Linked DNA regions of Pan troglodytes: region 2 is linked to region 1. A link is a contact called in public Hi-C data. All regions are on one chromosome and are shown on one strand. The core of a region is the stretch at or near the end of the contact, and the rest is flanking DNA. Distances in the headings are between cores, read along the strand shown. Region 1 overlaps ADARB1 (adenosine deaminase RNA specific B1). Region 2 overlaps COL18A1 (collagen type XVIII alpha 1 chain).

Region 1 (6,592 bases), core at 1,876-4,375:
AGCCCCAGTACTTGTGCCAATGCAGGGGCAAACTTGGGGCTTTCGTGGCCTACTTCAGGCCCTGTGGACACATTCAACAGCTGTCCTCCCCTGTCCAGAGTCTTCACTTGGCTGCTACAGTTGTTTCCTAAAAATAAACCAATCCTCTGAGTGCCGTAACATCCCTGAGACGCCTACACATCCTGGATGGTGCCTGCGACGTGGCAGTGGCTCTGCAGCTTTCTGCTCTTTAAAATAGGGCCATTTGTTGGTCTTCACCAGAAGGAAAAAGCATGAACTTCTATCATTTATTATTAATCTGCAATTTTTACTGAAAGGTGTCAACTGGATGGCAAGTGTTCAAACGTACACTAGTTCTCACCAGTTAAGGGATCCGCAAAAAAAGCACACAGCCCAAGGTGACTGTGCCGAGCGAACTCAGCTATGGCAACATGGGACAGACAGCTACTCTGAGTCTACAAGAGCAGGGCCAATGGCCCCAAACCAAACGCAGCAAGCATGGGGACAAGTGTGGCAGAGCACAGAGGGCCAGATGTCCCTCGAGTTTCCCTTCAGTCACCCCACTCACTGCTGCCTGGTACTCAGCATCCCCCTGAGCAGGCCCAGGGAGCACACCGTCCACACCCCTGACTCCCATAGGCCCCAGCAGCCCCCAGGAGGTCACATGTGTGCTACCATTGTGGTGAAACTGCACAAGGCTCACTGCTGTGGATGGAGCTGTGGATGCCACTGGCCTTAAGGGCCCAGAGTCAGCGTCCCCGGTGGGGGCCCTTGAGGGCCCAGAGTCAGCGCCCCTGGTGCGGGGTGGAGGTGGGGGAGGGGATTCCTGGCTCCTTGTGCAAAGCTGGTTGCCCCTCCCCGCTCACTCCCCCGCTGGCCTGACCACCCTGCTTTTCCCGCCAGGCCCTGAGCTCTGCTAGGACAGACTCAAGCCTCATCCTCAGTGTCCACAGCTCTCAGCCAAGTGCTTCCTGTGAGGAAGAACGTGGATGCTTCCAATTGTGATGTCCTCAACTAACTAATCACAGCCAGGGAATGTTACCTGTGCCCTGTTGCCTTTTGGGACCATGTGGGCTGTATCCACTTTCTCCAAAACACATCTAAACTTGACTGCATACGAACTGACCTCTAAGTCCTTAAATCAGAAATATTTGTAAATGAAAGGGCTTTACATTGGTTACTATTGATGTGAAAGGGATCTACTTAGTACAATCCTCATTAACAACTGTTTTCCCAGGCAGCTATTATCGTCCTCTTCTAAGGAACAGAAACACCTCATGGGTCACTCTGGATGGGAAGCCTCTGACCAGCCTGCCGTCTGCAAAACGACAGTTGGCCGAGCGGGCAAGGGAGCACTGGGTGAGAGTCTGGGACTGAGCCTGTTTCAGGCCCTCGAGCTCTCCGACCTGGGTCTGAAGTGTCTGGTGCTGTGAGTTAAGATTCACATCTGGGTCTGAAGTGTCTGGTGCTGTGAGTTCAGACTCACATCTTCTTGGAGCCTGTTTCAGGCCTTCGAGCTCTCCAACCTGGGTCTGAAGTGTCTGGTGCTGTGAGCTGAGAGTCTCTCCCATCTTCTTGGTTGTGGTTCTATAGGCGGAGCAAGCCCTGGTGATTCAGTGACAGTACAGCACCTGCATGAAGGAGCACTCATGGGCATCAGCTACTGTCCCTAAAGCAAGGAGTGGGGCTTTCGTGGACAGACCTGCATGCCCCTGCTTCCCCATGTCCCTGGTCAGGTGTTGCTCTTTTTGGTAAATCAGAACCCAGTGTCACAGGATCCTCAGGGTATCATTTTTCTGGCCAGAAACCTCCATCACTGGTGGCGCCTTTACCCGAGTTTTGCTTGGGCCTGCTGGGCTCATTCTGCCCACGCAGCCTGGCAGGCTGCGCTCGGCTCACACTTCCGCCTGGATCCCATGCCTGCCAAGGGGGAGCCAAGTGTGGAGAGGCAAGGGGTGTGTGAGTGAGTGGGAGTGGGGTCCAGCCATTGTGTACAGCCAGGCAGGCGAGACGGGCAGACCTAGGCACTCGCATGGACACTGGCTCCCTGCAAGGCTGCAGCTGAACCAGGCATACTACACACAGCTTCCATGGCTGAAACCAGGGAATACGGTAGTGCCCAGAAGCTTGGAAACACCAGGAACCGCAGGGCCCCAAAGGGGGCGTCACTGCCCTGGCTCAGGGAGCTCCTAGGTCTGGGCTCCCTGAAAGGCTGCAGCTCTTCTCTCCTTCTCTCCTGCTCTCCTCATTGCCTGCAACGTGGCAAGCAATGGGTGTGTTTCAGCCCTGTTTGTGTTACAGCTCTTTCAGACCTGCCATTCAGCAGGTCCTGAGTTCTTCTCCCATGTCCAGGAAGAATGAGGTGTGTGGACAAGTGGAAGGTGAGCAATGTGAAGAGGTGCTTCACTGAGTGACAGAACAGCTCAGAGAGACCCACAGTGGGCAGCTATTCTCCATAAGCAGGTCGTCCTGTCTTCTGCCCGAGTCTGGCTAAGTCCGGGGGTTTTTATGGGCTTCAGAGCAAAGTGTGTGCTGATTGGTGCATGGGCAGTCATGGGTGAGCCCTGAAAAAGCACCGTAAGTTCTCACTCCGGTCTGTGGAACTGACAGCCTGGGCCCCAGGCCTTAAGCCCTCTGTAAGCTGAAGGTGGAGTTTCACCAGGGACCCTCCCCTTTCTTCCCAGGAGCTTGTCTGCCTCCAGCCACCATTATCCTGCCCTCCACAGTGTGCATGGCATCCAGAGTGTTCCTGCCGAGGGGCGGCTGCAAGGCCTGCGCTGTGCTTCCCTCAGCCCCGCGTTGGCCTCCCTCTCATGCTCGTCAGCACCCAAAGTCTGGGGGTGCCGAGGCAGCAGGGTGCTGGCATGTCAGCACTGCCCTGAGCAAACACGCACCCAGCCAGGTTGTGACAGTGCCCCAGCTCGGCCACAACTTTGATCTGAAACTGGAGCAGGTACTGGGAGTGGGGAGAGACCAAGCAGTGGGAGCAGGCACTTCTGTCTGTCGGGGCAGGGGGGCTTCCTGGGCCCCGGTGAGTGCAGGGATGCCTGGGTCCACAGCTGCTAATGGACGGCTGCAGCTGTGCCCAGGATGGCGGGGCTCCTGCCTCTCCAACTTGGAAGGGGGTGGGGTTTCCACCTGTTCCCGGCTCCCACCAACTCTGCAGAGCACAGAGCCCTAGCCTCCCCCGCTGCAGCTGACACCATGGCAGCAGCAACTCCAGACAGGCTGCAGCTGCCATCACCAGCCTCATCCACACTACAAAAACTGATATTGACTAAAACACTAGATGGTACTGACTACAGCAAGCAAATGCAGGCCAATTAATCCTGCCAAGTTATTTGCAGTATAAATCCTATAAAGCAGATCTTTAAAACCCTGGCTATTTATACTCTCAGAAGAATTACAGTAATTCTTACAGAAATATATTTTCAGTCATGTTTTAACTTGTTTTCTGTTAACCTTCTAGGTGCACACCTTCTATATAAGTCGATTACTTAACAACACAATGACCCTAACAGAAAATAGGATAATAACACAGAGTTCAACTTGTGGAAATGAACAAAAAAGGAGTAAAACCCAAATTCAGTATACGCTCTGTAAGGAGGACACTCACCATAATGAAATGATTAGAAGGCAAATAAAATTCTACCTTGTTTACAATAAAAATCCATAACGTTATGACTGCAAGTCATATCCAGGAAGATTTTTAGTAAGAATTCCAGACACATAAAATCTAGAACATGCTGCTTATATTTAATTAATTAACAATATTTAGCACTGAGATAACTAAACAGAAGCAAGCAACTGGAAGTATTTTAAAAACACAATCATCATGGCAAAGCAGTGCTGGGGCAACGCTAAGGGAACAAAGCTGAATCAGAGAGCATGGTGAGCGTTACAAATGTGCATGGAACATGTGAACACACATACGTCACAAGACAGTAAGCAAGAAGGCTGAAAGCCACTCCTTTTAATGGGAGTTAAAACAACCAAACAGAAAGAGACTATGCGAACGTCTGTAAGCCCTCCCACTGCAGCGGCTCCCGGCAGGGATCTCCCACCTCCTTCGGTCCAGCTCTACGAGGATCTGTGAAAATGATGGAGGTTAATTCCTTCAGTTACCTGCACCCTGAGTCCACTGGATAAAGACCATGTGTTTTCCTTCCATCTAAGGGACCTGGAGCATGTGCCTTGACAGAAGGCAGCCCCTACCCGATGGGCCTGAATGGAGGCAGACATGGTGACCTCCCTGAAAGAGAACCAGGTTTCTGTGGTCAACCTTCCAGCAGCCTACTATGATCGATAATTGTCTTTAGACAAACACCCAATTAAAAAATGTGAGCAAAATTCATAAAAGAATAAATGCAAACAGGCTTTAATACGTTGACTTTTGAAAGTTTCATTTTGCAGAAAGCAAAGATAGTTTTCAAAGTGACACACAGCGCATGGAAGTGACAGGTTGGCTCAGGAACAGGGAAAAGGGTCACTTTCTATGGTGAGCAGCACCCATCTGGCCTCTTGGAAGCCAACACGGCCAGGCCTCCCATGGGGAGCAGCCCCCTTGGCCTGACATACCTTGTTCACACTGCTGTCCAGAGGGTAAAACAATCCCAAAAGTCAGAAGAGGCTGGCAATGGGAGAGGACTATGGTGGTTAAGAGGTGCAAAGGGGCCTATTCGCCTCCCATTGGACACCAGGAATGAAGCTAGAGGGATGCCGCCATCCCTCTTGTATGCTCACATCATCCTCCAAGGCAGAAGTGAGGCATTACTGAGCTCCTGGTCATAGTAAGACAAAAATATAAAGCCTTAAACACTTCTAAATCTAATTCTAGTACTACGAATTGGAAGAAAATTATTATGGTTTTGCTCCCATTCAAAGATTTAGCTTCAAGGATGATGATATAGTTTGGCTGTGTCCCCACCCAAATCTCGTCTTGAATTGTAGCTCCCATAATTCCCACGAGTGTGGGAGGGACCCAGTGGGAGATAATTGAATCACAGGTGCAGTTTCCCCCATACTGTTCTCGTGGTAGTGAAGAAGTCTCATGAGATCTGACTTTTTAAAAGGAGTTTCCCTTTTCGCTTGGTTCTCATTTCTCTCTTTGCTGGCTGCCATATAAGACGTCCCTTTGTTCCTCCTGCATCTTCCGTCATGATTGAGAGGCCTCTGCAGTCATGTGGAACGGTGAGTCAATTAAACCTCTTACTTTATAAATTATTCAGTCTTTATTAGCAGTGTGAAAACAGACTAATGCAGATGATCACCTTTGCTTTTTTGTAAAGTTTATTTTGTATCTATGTTTCCTAATTCTTACAATGAACATGTACTGCTTCCATAAGAAAAAAAATAAATTTTATTCTAAGCCTCCCTCCCACATACACGAATATGCCTTACTCTATACAGAATTCCACATGCAGTCTGGAAGGGGAGCAGACCCACGGGAGACTGAGTCACACTCCAACCCACCACAAGCTGTCTCTGCAGTCTTATCTGCAACCACCATCAACGAAAGAATGGCACACTTTTCCATGATATTACACAAAATATTGTATGCCCTGTACATTCTAGCATACTGTCAGGTCTCAGACAGCCTGTGCAGTTGGCCCAAATACAGGCAGAATAAATAGCTGCTAAGCAGAGGGACACCCGCGGGGTGTGGGGATGTGAGGAAGGTAGGACAGCTCAGGGTGCTTTGGTGGAGGAAACACATATGGGACCTGTGAGCCCTGGGCATGAGGCTGCTGCACAGTGGCCTCGGGGAAGTCCCTCCCCAAATCCCCAAGAGCCACAAAATGATGTCACTGGTACAGGACCAAAGATCCCTAAACTCTCTGACCCAATTTTGCAAATCTAAGGCATTTATTCCATACTATTATCACTACTACACATACTATATATTTTACACCTAACAAATTATGTGTTTTATAAGGCCTAGAGCAAAACTTCCAGATGGTCCCGTTTGCTTCCACATTCTGCCTCACTGTGTTCTACACTGACACCCTCTTCAGATGGGACTCTGGAGGCAATGATCAGAAAGAACCCCCAAAGGATGAAGCCAGTGGCTGAGAGAACAATCAATGGACAAGGGAGTTCCCCCCTCCCGCCCCAACCTGAGAAGAATCAGGGTCTGGAGAATGAGGATGCTCCCTGCTGTGCAGGGTGCAGGAAGCTGGCCAGACAGGGCCAGGCTGGACCCTTCCACCTCCTCTCCTGCATAATTGTATTTTATCGCAGTTACCCTGTCCCTGTGTGGCTCCCAGGCTGCTGGCCCACGAAGAGCCACGGCCAGACCAACGAAACAGCAATCAGGGATCACCCCGAGGTCTGGACACCAGTTGGAAAGAGGTGATGGGCAAGGACACAGGCTCGCCTCCCGTGGGGGTGCTGTGCAATTTGTGGTGTGTGCCACTGCATCTGGGCCAACTCACACAGCTTCCTGCGTGCTTCTCTGTATTCTTTCTCACCTTTCTATTGCTGGACTAGAAGCAACTGCCAGGGTGACTTCTGTTAGAGAACAGAGCTTAATGATGGAAGAAACCTAGGTCCCTGAGTGACTTCGAGGGCCAGCTGTGCCACAGAGGATCAC
Region 2 (6,567 bases), core at 864-3,363, 280 kb before region 1:
CTATAAAAAATAAAGGGCTTTTAAGAGCCGTAAGTGGAAAGATTGAACTAAATGTTCTGTCCTATCATCCAAACTTTCTGTCCACATCTGAACAAACCCAGCGCGTCCCTCTCTCCTTGTCCTTCTATAAACTCACAAGGTCAGAAGGAATCAAACATGAAAGGGTGTCCGTGACCCTCTCGAAATGAAGCCATTGTTGCTGTTTTCTTTGGCTAAACGACTCAGTCAAGTTTCGAAGAGGATTAACGTCTGTGTACACTGCTGTTTTTTCTAGAACCTATTTGGGGTTTCTCATACTTATTCTAGGAAAAGTGGATGCAGGAGGCACCTCTCCCTAGAGGGGTGAATTTAGTGGGACATTTGGCATAACTCTGCCGGAGGGGTTGGCGCAGGCATCTGTCTTCTGCAGCCTTGATTTCTGTGGGTGGAGGGTGAGGCCCCTCGCGGCTGTACCGAGGGAGGCCTGCACAGGGCTGGCTCACAGAGCAGGCTTTTGCTGTAGGACAGCCTGCTACGGGGCCATGTGCCACCCTGACCCACAGAGCCACGTGCCCAGAGACATTTCAAGGAAGCTTCCAGATCCCAGCCCACGGACCCACGGACCCACGGAATGGCTCAAGATTCCCGCCAGCAATCACACAGAAACTGGCCATTGTCCTGCCGCGCTCTGACCATAGCAGTGTGGTCCAGACGCTCTGACTGGAGCCACAGGCTCTGAGATGCGGCAGATGTTAAGACTCGAGGGGGTTCTCGCCCAAAAAGTGGGTGATGAAAAGTGGCAATGTGGCTCCCAGCAGGGCCTGCATAGCCCAGGGGGCTGTGTCTGCAGAGCCTCCAGCTGAGCACCCCAGTCCATCCCGCTCCAGGCCCTGTGCAGAGGGAGAGGAGGCCACTAGGTAAATATCTGCCTGATTTAAACCTGGAGGCAATCGATGGACCACATCACCCACAACATGAAGTGGGGGGTCCCTCAGCGGCGTCTGCAAGGCTGCCTGCCACAGACTCTCACTGAGACCCTGGAATGTGGCCTCCGCCAAGGCCACCTCCGCCAGCCCAGCCCCAGCCCCAGCCCTGACCTTCAGGACCCCCCATGAGGGCACCTGTCCCCCAAATCCAGGGAGGCCCTGCTGGGGCAGGGAGAGGCCTGGGGCTTGTTCCAGTCTGTGCTCTGGAACTTTCCTTATCTCCAACCTGTGTCTGCTCTAAAGTGCTGGAAGGAGGCCAGTGGGGACTGAGGTGGGCACCGCCCAGGGCCTGCAGCCCACAGCAGGCTCAGCTGTGGGAGGGTCTCCATGGGCTTAATAGGATGTGGGCCGGGAAAGCAGCTTATGACACCCTTGTTAGCAATGGGGCAGGAATGAGAGCAGCCGTCACCAGGGCAGCAAGTGCAAACCAAACCAGGGCTGCCCTTGGCAAGAGCAGTGACCACCCGCCCACTCACCCACCTGGTACCCCCGCTGTACCCCGAGGAGCTGAGAGCAGGGGCTCTGCTGCCCCCACCAATGCGCGCGGCTTAGACCGTCCGCGACAGCCTGCCCTGCCCGTGCCCAAATTGTCTCAAATGGCAGACACTGAGAGCCGCAGAGAGCCAGCTGGGATTGTCTTGGGGGCCTTGGGGTCTGCTGGGCCCTCCAGAACATCACCACTTTCCGGGGGCTTCCAGGAATCGGTCAGAATGAGTCCACCCTCCTGTGGGCCGTCTAGGCCTGGCCTCCACCCCTGACCCCCAGGGCCGCCTGGTCCTGTCTGCCCACCTCCCCTGGGCTGGGGGTCCTGTCTGCCCACCTCCCCTGGGCCGGGGGGTCCTGCCTGCCTACCTCCCCTGGGCTGGGGGTCCTGTCTGCCCACCTCCCCTGGGCCGGGGGGTCCACACACGCTCCGCTGTCTCTGCAGCCAGCACTGGCCCTGCACACAGCAGGTGCTCGGTGGAGGTCACCTGGGCCTCCCCAGGTCTCTGCAAACACTGACCCTCTGTCCTTGGCCCAGAAGGGGTGGGACACCCTGTCTGTCCGTCGCCCACCCTTGGAGAGCACAGAGGCGGGCTCCCTCCCAGGCCTGCCTGACAGCTCAGATAAGCCGCTATGAATGGAATGCAACCTCCTCCCGCACAGGAGCGTCACCCCCAGCCTCGCAAACAAACCACCTGGAAGCCAAGAGACCAGCGCCTGCCTGAGAACAGTCCTGCTCGGCCCACCCGTCAACAGGCAAGGGCACCCTGGGACTTATTTCTAGGTCTTTCTACGGACTTGATTTTCAATGGCCCAGCTGACTAAGGGCGGGCGAGGCAGTCTACGTGTTCTGTTCCGTCTGATCCGCCTTGCTCCCGAGCTGACCCTGCCTCATGGGGTGACCACGGCCGGCAGAGCCTCGTGATCCCGGCTTCCCAGGGCAGCCCCACAAAGGAGCTTGCTTTGGTGGACGAGCGCGGGCTGAGGGCCGGGGAAAGCCAGCCGGGCCACGGACACTCCCTTGCAGTGCAGCCTCCTGCCTAGAAATAAAGGCAAGTTCTCCCAGACCAGCCACGAGACCCCAGGCCGAGACCTGCCATCTCCACATTCTTGGGCTTCCAGAGACTTAGGTAGCCACCCACGCTCTCCATCAGCCTTTGTAACCGGACCCGGGGTCACCAACAATGACCCTGAACCTGCCCAGGGTGGATGCCCCACCCGGTCCCTCCTCAGCAGCTCCCTTGGGCACAGCTGGAGCAGAAGCCCAGGATCCCAGTCTCGAGCCCCCTCCCCAGCAAGCAGCAGAGGACCCGGGTGGCAGGCAGGGCCCTCCTGCCATGTCAATCGTAGCCTATGAAAAGGCTGTGTCCTCCCAGAGCATTCAGGGTGAGAGGCGCCGGGGAGGTGCTTCGACCTATTCAGAACCTTAGCTCTGACCACCACAGAGTTCCACACGCTCAGGAGAAGGCGAGAGGGTGCTAGAAAGATGGGGGCCCCCAAACCATGACCCCACTTCACACGCAGGAGAGGGCGAGAGGGTGCTAGAAAGATGGGGGCCCCCAAACCATGACCCCACTTCACATACAGGAGAGGGCGAGAGGGTGCTAGAAAGACAGGGGGCCCCCAAACCATGACCCCACTTCACACGCAGGAGAGGGCGAGAGGGTGCTAGAAAGATAGGGGGCCCCCAAACCATGACCCCACTTCATGGACACAGCACATGCAGGAGAGGGCGAGAGGGTGCTAGGGAGACGGGGGGGTCCCCAACGAGAGGGTGCCAGGGAGACAGGGGGCCCCCAAACCATGACCCCACTTCACATGCAGGAGAGGGCGAGAGGGTGCTAGAAAGATGGGGGGCCCCCAAACCATGACCCCACTTCACACGCAGGAGAGGGCGAGAGGGTGCTAGAAAGATGGGGGGCCCCCAAACCATGACCCCACTTCACATGCAGGAGAGGGCGAGAGGGTGCTAGAAAGATGGGGGGCCCCCAAACCATGACCCCACTTCACGGACACAGCACATGCAGGAGAGGATGAGAGGGCGCTAGGGAGACAGGGGGGTCCCCAACGAGAGGGCGCTAGGGAGATGGGGGCCCCCAAACCATGACCCCACTTCACATGCAGGAGAGGGCGAGAGGGTGCTAGAAAGATAGGGGGCCCCCAAACCATGACCCCATTTCACGGACACAGCACATGCAGGAGAGGACGAGAGGGCACTAGGGAGATGGGGGCCCCAAAACCATGACCCCGCTTCACAGACACAGCACTCCTGGCCTGGCACCGCTGTAGAGACAGGAGCCGTTCTGCTGGACCAAGGTGGGCAGGCTTGGTTGGGGGAGCCCAGGTCTCACGCACATGGGCCCAGAGGAGGTGGGGAGGGGGCACTGGCAGCTGAGGACACACAGTGGCCTTCACATGCCCTGGAGAGGATGCTGACAGGGGCTGCCAGAGCCTGTCCGTCACCCGCAGTCAGGCTCCCAGCTCCACCGTCCTGGGATCCCGCCGCCTGCTCATGAGCATGTTCATTAGCTCAGAACTCAAAACTAGAAGATGCCTCCAGCCCCATCATGAGACTGGAGAGGGGAGAAGAGGAGACAGGAAGTGGAGCCTTCCTGGGCCATGTTCTATGCAGCCGAGCCTGGGTGCTGGGTGCACAGTGGGTGACTGAATGATGGAATGGGCGGGCACTGCCAATCAACGTCCGCTGACTCCCTCTCCTCCTGCTGTGGGCACTGCCCCTTCCTCACAGGGATCTGCAGCAGCCATCGCTGACAGTGACCGTCACCCACAGCTCCCCGTGGCAACTGTGCACCTGCAACGCCCATGCCTGGGACTCTGGCCTTTCATCTTGGGGAGGCCTGGCTGAAATGTTTTCCAAAGGAAAGGAGACAGGGAAAGAGACTCTCAGATCCCTCCAGGGATGTGGTTAAAGAAAGCTGTAGTCTCGGCTGGGCGCAGTGGCTCACGCCTGTAATCCCAACAATTTGGGAGGCCAAGGCGGGCAGATCACAAGGTCGGAAGATCGAGACCATCCTGGCCAACATGATGAAACCCATCTCTACTAAAAATACAAAAAAATTGGCCGGGTGGGGTGGCACGCCTATAGTCCCAGCTACTCGGGAGGCTGAGGCAAAAGAATCAGTTGAACCTGGGAGGCAGAGGTTATAGTGAGCCGAGATCGCACCACTGCACTCCAGCCTGAAAACAGAGCAAGACTCCATCTCAAATTAAAAAAAAGAAAAGAAAAGAAAGAAAGAAAGCTATAGTCTCGAGTGCAGAGACATTTCAGGCACATAAAACATGCTTTAAAAGGTAGAGAATCTATGGTGGACTATTACACACCCATGAAAAGGGATGAATTGTGAGTCCGCACACCACCACGACGTACCTGGAAACGTGAGGCTTGTGAGAGGAGCCCGACACAAAAGGCCTCGCACTGCGGGAGCCACCTGCATGAACGTCCAGAACCGCCGATCCAGAGGTGGAAAGTGGACTCGCAGGTTCTCGGGGCCGGGCGGTGGCTGCGTGACGGCCCAGGGCTCCCTCTCTCCGGCGTGTGAATGTTCTAGAGTTGGGCAGTGGTGATGGCTGCACAGCCTTCTGGCTGTACTAAATGTCACTGAATTGTTCGCTTTAAGATGGTTAATTTTATGCGTTGTGAATTTCACCTCAACTTAAAAAAGTTAAAGAATCCAATCGTTTCCAGTCCTTCAAAAGATGGAAAATGCCAGGGTGGAAACTGGTGGCCTCGGTCCTGGCTGCTCCTGAAGTCTCCTGACCCCAGAGACCCCATCCTTGGCCACGCCTGGCTGGTCAACCCTGCACGCCGGGTCAGCTGAGGGTGTCCCTGGCCCCACCTTCCTCAGCGCGGGCTCAGCCAGTCTCCCGGTTCCCACAGCGCTGCGTCTTTGAGGCCCGAGGCCACCCTCACCACACGCTCCTCAAACTCCGAGAGCCCCCAGGCCCAGATGCCGCCTGCCCGCAGGAGCGCCGGGCCCCACCCTGCACGGCACTCAAGATGCACACTCGAGCTGCCCACAGAGGGATGGGGGCAGTCAGGAAGGCTTCATGGAGGAGGTGGTGCCGACGGGCCTTGGCCGGTGTGAGCAGTGGGCGGGAGTTGGCTGCCTTGGCTGTGACCCAGGAGGCCTCGTGTCCTCCCGGCTCTGCAGGGCCAGGGACAACATCTCCCAGGACAGAACAAGCAGGGAAGTGCCTGACCCAGTCAGACTCATCCAGGCCCCGGGTGTATGAGTCACCTGGGCTCATTAGTCAGGCCTGAGCTCATCGCCCGTTGCAGGCGCATTCCCGAGGCCTCGCCCCCCTTCCGCTGGTTCTCAGTCCTGCAGACCCAACCCCAGGGCCAGGGCGCATGGGAGTCAAGTGACGGCGACCAGCGTGAATGCTCGGCCCGGCAGACCAGTTGTCCGGCAAAGGCACCCAGAGCACTGGCCACCCCTCACGGCAAAGTCCAGGGTACGCACAAGCATGCACAGAGACCTCAACACCCGCCGGCCTGCCCACCCCACCTGGAGAATTCCGCTCCCCACCCGCCGTGGTGCTGGTGTGTCCAGACACGCCGCAGAGGTGTGAGGTCAGGAGCAGGGGTGGCCGCGGAGCAAGAGGGGGCCTGCCTGGGGGAGGCGGAGCCCATGGGCACGGCACCCGGGCACACAGTCTGGTCAGTGCCAGGCGGGTCAAGAGGCCTGAGGCAGACATGGGAGGCTGGTGGGCCAGGGGAGCCAGAAGCCTCAGGGACTCCTGGTGAGTTACTAGCGGCCACATCTGGCCTCCTGATTCAATGCCAGCCTTAAGAATTGCCCCAGAAGAAAGGGGTGGGGAGAAGCCTCCACGGGCCACCGGCAGGACAGCAGGGGGAGGTGACACTGTGATTTAAAAGGTCGAGAGAGAAAGGGCTGCGATGGAGGTGGATACGGCACCCACATGGAGAACAGAAAGCTGGGCCCAGCCCCCAGCGTGGCTGCCATTAACACTGAGTCCAGATATTCCAGTGACCAGGCCCCACACATGCTCCGGAGAGAGCCCGGCTTTTTAAACTGCAGCAGAAAGCAAACGCACAGACATCGCCTTCCAGAAGTGTGAGCGTGAAGCTGGGGCG

Evidence for each region. Hi-C and Micro-C count contacts between places; a contact is called where the count stands out from the background.
Region 2: a Hi-C map of induced pluripotent stem cells shows a contact between it and region 1, with 2.6 times the contacts expected there. The contact joins two enhancer-like sites. A contact is called at or near these places in 2 of 7 Hi-C or Micro-C datasets (induced pluripotent stem cells and stem cell-derived neural progenitor cells).

The regions. Positions count from the first base shown.
Region 1 is chr22:45,804,709-45,811,300 of NHGRI_mPanTro3-v2.0_pri, reverse strand. The region is part of intron 2 of ADARB1 (adenosine deaminase RNA specific B1); the gene reads right to left. Among named protein-coding and RNA genes, the nearest start is that of ADARB1, 85 kb to the right of the region's middle. Within about 2 kb of position 3,125, at least 4 of the 24 cell types and tissues checked have an H3K27ac peak or open chromatin away from gene starts, as enhancers often do. A contact at or near this core is called in induced pluripotent stem cells, where this site is marked.
Region 2 is chr22:46,085,102-46,091,668 of NHGRI_mPanTro3-v2.0_pri, reverse strand. The region is part of intron 2 of COL18A1 (collagen type XVIII alpha 1 chain); the gene reads right to left. Among named protein-coding and RNA genes, the nearest start is that of COL18A1, 26 kb to the right of the region's middle. Within about 2 kb of position 2,113, at least 3 of the 24 cell types and tissues checked have an H3K27ac peak or open chromatin away from gene starts, as enhancers often do. A contact at or near this core is called in induced pluripotent stem cells, where this site is marked.